2 separate regions of the Mus musculus genome follow, and region 1 is linked to region 2. Evidence: chromatin contacts called from public promoter capture Hi-C data. All regions are on one chromosome and are shown on one strand. The core of a region is the stretch at or near the end of the contact, and the rest is flanking DNA. Distances in the headings are between cores, read along the strand shown. Region 1 holds the start of Zfp420 (zinc finger protein 420). Region 2 holds the start of Zfp30 (zinc finger protein 30).

Region 1 (3,951 bases), core at 762-3,261, 76 kb before region 2:
TCAAGACCCTGTCTAAAACCAAAACAGAACAGAATGAAGTCTGCAGTGGCAGAGGATCCCAGTTTCGTTCCCCTGCGCCCACATCTGGCAGCTCGCACCTGCCTGTAATGGAAGCTCTAGTGCCCTCTTATGGACTCCCCAGGTACCTGCATACAACATGGAGCAAATTCACTCAAATGCACACAAATAGAAGACTTCATTTACTAAATAAACAAAAACAAAACAAAACTGAAGGTTGAAGTAAGAATTTGACTAGTTGGCGCTATAAAGCAAGATGGTACTGAAAATATAAAAATTAAAAAAGCTAAGACCCTCGGTGGTTGTGGCGCATGCCTTTAATGTCAGCACTCAGGGGGCAGAAGCAGGGGAATTTCTGAGTTCAAGGCCAGCCAGGTCCACAGAGTGAGTTCTAGGACAGCCAAGGCTGCAAAGAGAAACCCTGTCTCAAAAAGAAAACCAAACCAAACCAAAACCAAAACAAAAAACTGAAACAAAAGCTAAATTCTCCCAAAAGTTACATAAATAGTACAAGAATGCTCTTTCTTTTAATTTGAGCATCAAATCCATTCTTTATAAATGTATCCAGTATTGGAAAACATCTATTACAAATTACACATTTTCATTACTCTCAAAATATAAACATCAAATGCCATTGAGTTAATGCATGCCTTTAACCCAGAACTTGGAAGGAAGAGGACGATGGGTCTTTATGATTTCAAGGCCAGTGTGTACTACATAAAGAGGTTCAAACCAGGCAGAGACCTGCCTCAAAAATAAGTAAATAGGAATAAATAAATTGCCTTGTTCCTCCATTATAAGAGAAGACTTGGGTAGGAGACAGTCACAAAAACAACAATAAAGTAAAACAAAGATCGTTTTCTGACATGATAAAGGCTGTTGAGGAGACAAATATCTGCTTACCTCAAACTTCCCTTCTAGATGGACAATGGCCATTTTTCCTCTTCTGTGTTGTACTTTGAGAATAAAAAAGTTAAATGAGATGCTATGTTGTTCTTGCCATATACTCTGAATTAGAGACAACCTCTTCCTCCGTCCCCACAGAGGGGTTAAGTCTTTACATTCTGGGAGTAATTGGGGAGAGACAAAGTCACAAGCAACTCAGGATCCTTTGGTAGATTCATGGTGGGGACCCCCCATGAATTCCAACAAAATTTCACCGTTGTACCCTACCACATCAGGGAAGGATCACAGGTAGAAACAAGAAAATTTCCACAGTCACATTGCTAGTGTCACAATTTACACTGTCAGAGCTACACCGTTGGAGCACTAACTCGTATATAGGACCCAAGCATGTACAATAACCAAACATTCTGTCAGGGACAAATACTGTCAGCGACATTCTTTTACAAGGGTGAACTTCTACTTTCTTTACAATCATGAGTACAGCACACAGCATCCTACAGTCACACACATACACACACGTACACACATAAACACACACGCATACATTCATACACACGCACTCACACAGTCACCCAAATGGGAGAACACTATAAAAGTCACAGGCGACGGAAACAAGCAATCGTAATCTCAGTGACACTATCACACATGTCTTCCGAGGCAAGCCAGTTATGCACAGGATACCAGGTACATCAACAACCTCAGAGTGACATAAACATCTAAATACCTCGCTATAACAGCACCGTTTCTCCACCATACACGTGGGCCGACACCATCAGTCCCAGAAACATCTCTAGTGAGATAAGCAACAATCACACACACCCTTGTGTGTCACAACTCATTCACACACAGCACGCCAACCACAAACCAAGGGTCGCAACAGGCTCCAAAAGCACAGGCTTGTGGCGTATACACGGGAGACACCGCCACCTAATGCCACAGACACGTCCTCCAGACGTTCCTCAGCACGCTCACCTCCGAGGGAAGCTCAGGGTCCCGCCTCCTGCGCCGGGCTCCACTACAGGCAGCCTGCTCTATGGGATGCTTAGGAGATCCTCCAGACACAACCCTCTCGTGACGCAAGTACCCCGAACTCTCGCCAGGAAACGGAAACGGCGTTCTGCTCCCGGTGGCTCTGGGAAATGTAGTCCAATGGCTGGGGCCAATGCCTGCCCCCCCCTCCCTCCCCTCCACCTTCTCTCTCACCCCTCCCTCTTTCCCTTCCACCTCTCCCCTCCCTTCCCCCTCTCTCCTTCCAAACCGCTCCTCTTTCCTCCCTCTCTCCCCCCAATCGCAATATTTGTGAGGTGATTTATACCTGTGGTAATGAGATTTTATACCACATGTGGGGTTGCTCAACAGAGATTCAGCCACTGTAGTTTGTTTGTGAAGGGTCACTACATATTTCTGGAATAATTGACTAGTTGCTCATGATGATCTGTGTTATCTTTCACCTGTATCCACTTCCAAACGACTTTCAAAGAACCCTTAAGTTTCCACTTCATTGGTTTGAAGGAGAATGGCCCCCACAGGCTCATATATTTGGATGTTGGTTCTCAGTTAGGAGATGTGGCCTTGTTGCAGGGGTGTACCTCTGTAGGTGGGCTTTGAGGGTTCAAGCCCAAGTGAGGCCTTAGAATCAGATGTGAGTTCTCACCTACTTGCTCTAGGGCAGAGCCTGCCTGATGCCATATTTCCTACCATGTTGACCACAGACTCACCCTCTGAAACTGTCTGCAAGCCTCTAATTAAAAGTGTTTTTTTCTTTTTTTCAGCCAGGCAGGGCTGACACACTCCTTTGATCCTAACACTTGGGAGGCAGAGGCCAGCAGATCTCTAAATTCAAGGCCAGTCTGGTCTACAGAGCAAGTTCTAGGAGAGCCAGGGCAATACAGAGAAACTCTGTCTTGAAAAAACAAAAGTATTTTTTCCTCCCAGAGGCAGAGTTAGGTGAATCTCTGAATTTGAGGCCAGTCTGGTCTATAGAACAAAGTCTAGGATACTCAGGGTTACACAGAAAGACTCTGTCTCTCTCATTCATATATATATATATATTTTTTTTTCCAGTAAGCTTGTATTTTTCAAAACCAACTTAAGTGTGCTTAAATGCTTTAACCTCCCTTCTAGCCTACCACCCACCAGAGGCAGTGGAAAGGAAAGGTTAATAGGGCAGAGGAGGATGTGGGCTGTTTAGAAATAGTTCTTTGGGGCAATCCCAGTCTTTGTTGTCAGGATAGCAGCAGGCAGTTCAATTCACAGGAATCAGCAGTGGTAGCTCGACTCACTTGTAAGCAATATTCACGAATCAGCCATAGCAGTGGCTTGCGTCCATCCAGAAGAAACCTCAAGGCTCTTCCAAATTGGCCAGAGTCCACAGAAGCAGCAAGAAGCCACTGGAATGCCACCGGAAGTTCTTTGGTGTGTTTCTCTCTACGAAATCACAACAAACGGTGACTAGCAAAGAATAGCAAGATGACCCACTGTCACCCAACACCTATGTCTGTTGGGTTATACTTATACCCTTTTCAAACATCACATGTTCTCTCAAGCATCTGCTAACAAAACATCACATGCCTTCTTTCCAAGTAGCTTCCAGAAAAACACCACGTGTCTGTTCTCAGCAAAACAACTTCCCACATGTCTGCTTCAGCACAACCATAAGACAGTTTCCAGAAAACTATCCATGTCACAAAGAGACCAGAACTTTCCACTTCATTTTCCTGTGTTGCCTTAGTCATGGGGTCTTCTCACAGCAATAGGAGAGTATCTAAGACAAATGCAGTGCCTACCTCGGGAAGGAACTGCTACAGGAATGGAGGCCAAAGGGAAGCTCAGCTTTACCTAGAATGTGGAGCAAGTTTTCTACAAGAAGAAGAAATCTACACATTATCTTGGTAATGAAAAATAAATAGTGAAGACACATTCAAAGTGGGCATTAAGAAGACTGTGTATAATGGCAAAATTTTCAGGATTTGACAAAATAAGAATTTGGCACACAGGTGAATATGGAAGAAATTGACTCTAATGCCA
Region 2 (4,096 bases), core at 1,364-3,863:
CCACACACACAAAACGAGTAAATGCAAATAAATCCATGCATGAGCTTGATCACTTGGACCCACATGGGAAGCTGAGGATCTGGGTTCAAACCCCAGGACTCACAAAGGAGGAGAGAACTAATTTCCAAAAGTTGGGGCCATCACACGTATGCCACAGCATGCATACGCCCCTATGTGCATGCGCACATGCTAAACATAAACAAATTAATATGTATATACATACATACAAACATACATGTAAAGTCAGAAAATATCAAGTACAAAGAAAGCAACTTACATGAGCCATGATTCCAGAATCGCAAGAACTGGCTTGTTCTTCCTCGAGGATCATGTCCTGGTGAAGCCGTTCACAGAGGCTAGAGCTGGAGGGAGAGGGTGCAGCCATGAGAGCAGAACTGTTCTAGAGCTTCCAAAATGTAAAAAAAAAAAAAAAAAAAAAAATCAATGTATTATCCCGTTTCTCCCTTCTTATACACAACCTGCCTTCCAACACACAAACTGAGAGGTGAGAGATAACTTATACAGAAACCAAAAACCTCCTCAAAACTACAGGGAACTCAGCTGCAAAATGTGGCTGTGAGACCTCAGTATGCACCAGGATCACCTAGAAGACTGCTTAAAACAGATTTGGGTAGGGTGGGTGGTCAGGTGGCTCAGTGGTTAGGAGCACTGGCTGCCGTTCCAGGGAACCTGAGTTCAGCAGTCAACTCCCACGTGGTCCTTACATTTGTTACTCCAGGTCCAGGTGACCGGACGCAGTATCCTGGCGTCCTCGGACACATGTAAGAGGTGCACATACATAAAAATAAATGTTACGAGAAAGAATGTGCTCTCCTGGTCTTTGTTGGCTTGTTTTTGCAGTCCTCTGAAGCCTGCAGTCCAGCCGGAGCTTGCTAAGTGCTCTAGCCCTAGCCCTAGCCCTGCCATTTCTCACCGGCACCCCCAAGAGATGCATCGGCCGCCGCCGCCGCTGCTCCAGTGCCACACAAGAATGACCAGTGTAGCCTGGAGAGGCCCTGAGTTCAATTTCTAGCAGTCGCACCGTGACTCACAGCCATCTATGCTGGGATCTGATGTTGCAGATCGAACACTCATATACATAAAATAAATAAATCTTAAATAAAAACAAAACAAAAAACCCGAAAAGTGTAGGGGCTTGAGGAAATGCCTCAGTGGTCCCTCCAGCCACCACCTCAATCATTTAAATACATGCTCGTCCTTGACCAATCACACATCAGACTTTAGCAGACATATTTCCGTATTAGAGAATCCTAAGAAAAACAGGACATCTAAATGTATAGCACGTGGGTGCTACATAACCATAGAACCGCAGGCGCTGCGCACTCAAAGAGGAATCCTGATTAAGTCTCTGCCCACTGAAAATGCAGGGAAATTCTCAGACCCAAAGCAATGAATAGTTCGCTTTTTTTTTTTTTTAAAGACAGGGTCTCAATGTAACCCAGGCTGGCCTTGAACACTTGGTCCTAGTGGAGTGGCAGTGACACCACTCACAGTTGAATAAAACATTTTCACAAACGTCTTTCAAAGGGAAGGAAATTAAAAAAATCCATACTCAAAACAACAACAACAACAACAGCAAAAACAAACAAACAAAAAACCAAAAACGAAAAACAAAAACTCAAGCATTTCACAGGAACACAGAAGTTCTAGAAACTCACACATAATCTCTGTTTTAAACAGAAGTAGTAGCTGCTGGCTTCTAGGGTCTCTTCTGAAGACTGGCAGACACTCCAGGCCTTGTTTCTTTTCTTTTCTCTTCTTTCCTTCTTCTTCTCTTTTCTTTTTCTCTCTTGCAACCCAACGTTAGGCAGTAGAGAATGACCTTGAGCGCCTACTCCCCCTGCCTCCACCTCCCAAATCCCGAGAAGTCAGGTGTATGCCACCACGTCCTCTGGCCTCACCCCTACGCTTTTCTGAAATTGATCAGAATCCCCTTCCAAGCTTCAGGGCTCCAGGCTGACCCCATCCGTATGATCCCAGCAAGCGAGATAGACTACAGCAGCCCACAGTCACCCGTGCCCGAGTTTGCTGCTTCGGCCACTCTGCTTCACCAGTTACCAGTCCGGGGCTGCCCAGCCTTAGGTCCGAGGTGTCCCCCGGTTCTCTGCTCCCCAGGCCCGCCGGGAATCTAAGGTTCTGCACAGGGTATCTCCACCGTGCAAGTCGCGGCCCCCGCCTTCCCTCTCGGTCCTTGTCCACAGCCAGGCCGGGGTTTAGGTGCAGCGCGTCAGCACGGCAGCTGTACCCACGAACGGGCCACCTGAGTCCCAGGGGTCCTCAGAGCGGGTCCCCGGAGAAGAGCGTAGGCCGCACGAGACCGGGGACCACCCAGCTGACGGGTATCCCGGGAGGGTGGGTTGCCAGCGCGGTCAGCGCTGCAGCGGCGGCACCAAAGTGCTACGGACGGGACCGTGGTACTGAAGGCTCTGGGACATCAGATCTCAAGCCTGAGAGTCCGACTGCCACTAGCTTCTTTGACTAGGTTCTGGGCTTCCAGCCCCGCGGAGGCTGCGAGCCAGGCCCCTAGCTCTTGGTCAGGGGAAGGGGGTTGGAGGTGGGGCTGTGTGTGTCTCTTTCTCGCTGCTTCAATGCGCATGCGCACAAGGGAGCCGCAGGGAGGCGGGGAGCCTTCGGTAGCATCTTGTGCAGGCCTGGACAGAGGGAGTTTGGTTCCAGGATCCAGGATTGGGCAGAAATGGCCAAGTCTTTAGGCCTACAGCAGTAGCTCTGGCGTTGAACAAACTAACCCCCAGATGCTTTGAGGTCCAGCGTGGAGCGTTGGCTGAACCACTTATACTAGTTTGGGCATCTATTGTTTGTTTTTAAAGCTGTGGTCTCTCTAAATGACCCTGGTTTTCTCTGTGGACACCAGGCTGACTTTGAAATTGAAGTGATTCTCCAGTAAGCTTCCTGAATGTGGACATTAACGGCACACACCACCACACCCCCGCCCTCTACCTGAGTTTTTTCTTTTTCTTTTCTTTTTTTTTTTAACCAGTTTTTCTTTCTTCTTAAATCTCTATTTGAGACAAACTCTCTCTATGCAGCCCTTGCTAGCCTGGAATCTGTGTAGACCAGGCTAGCCTGGAACTCTGAGATCCACCTGCCTTTGTTTCCGTGGTGCTGGAATTAAAGGTGTGCACCACCACTTCGGACGTGGTTTTCTTTTAACAAAGCAGGCTTGAGTTTTTGTTGTGGCTGTTGTTTTGTGGGTTTTTTGTTTGTTTGTTTGTTTTGTTTTGTTGTTGGTTTTTTTTTTTTGTTTTTTCGAGACAGGGTTTCTCTGTATAGTCCTGGCTGTCCTGGAACTCTGTAGACCAGGCTGACCTCAAACTCAGAAATCCACCTGCCTCTGCCTCCCAAGTGCTGGGATTAAAGGCATGCGCTACCACCACCCGGCTTTTTATTTTATTTTATTATTTTAGGCTTGGGGTTTTAGGCTTTAGCATGAGGAGAGGGGCTCCGAATGACGGCACCTGAAATCGCAGTATGGGCTTCTCTGAAAGAATAATCGATTGGGTTTTCATGTTATTCTTATGTTCTTGTGGTGGTTTGAATAGGTATGGCCCCATAGATTCATGCATTTGTATGCTTGCCCATGCCAAGTAGTGATTTTATGTGTGGCCTTATTGGAGGAAGTGTATCATCACCGTAGAGGCGGGGCTTTGAGGTCACATATGCCCAAGGTACACCACATCTGCCTGCAAGCCTCCACCTTTCCCGCAGGACGATGGTGGACTGAACCTCTGCAAGCCAGCCCCTATTAAATGTTTTCCTTTATAAAAGTTGCCCTGGTCATGGTGTCCCTTCACGGCAATAAAACCCTAAGAGAGTTATGTTAGAAAGAGCTTTCCTTTAGCCCGTTTAATTTAGTCTCAACAGCACATATGCATAGATTCTTAATGAGTTATAGTTAATTTAATTCTTTTTGATGCCTATTTTTTTCCCAAGATTTGGTTTGTGGGGGCCCCTTTAGCCTGACATTGGTGGGCTGTTTATTTGAACGACAGCCCAGGCTGGCCTGGGACTTGTGATTCTGCTGAATCAGCTTCTCCATTCAGCTGGAATTACAGGT

The links. Capture Hi-C pulls out chosen DNA fragments and counts their contacts.
Region 1: a contact with region 2 is called in a promoter capture Hi-C map of adipose tissue. The contact joins the promoter of Zfp420 here to the promoter of Zfp30 in region 2. A contact is called at or near these places in 8 of 39 promoter capture datasets (the C10 cell line, the HPC-7 cell line, cranial neural crest and 4 more), 19 of 484 Hi-C or Micro-C datasets (the Ba/F3 cell line, CD4 T cells, the G1E-ER4 cell line and 13 more), 7 of 115 datasets of contacts at active chromatin or transcription factors (the 230-238 cell line, bone marrow-derived macrophages, embryonic stem cells and 3 more) and 4 of 9 other capture datasets (adipose tissue, liver, macrophages and 1 more).

What each region holds. Positions count from the first base shown.
Region 1 is chr7:29,858,039-29,861,989 of GRCm38.p6, reverse strand. It overlaps Zfp420 (zinc finger protein 420), which reads right to left and starts at 2,011. Exons shown (of 4, transcript NM_172740.2): 1 at 1,897-2,011; 2 at 922-974.
Region 2 is chr7:29,782,485-29,786,580 of GRCm38.p6, reverse strand. It overlaps Zfp30 (zinc finger protein 30), which reads right to left and starts at 2,613. Exons shown (of 5, transcript NM_001360208.1): 1 at 1,680-2,613; 2 at 278-406. The coding sequence starts at 385.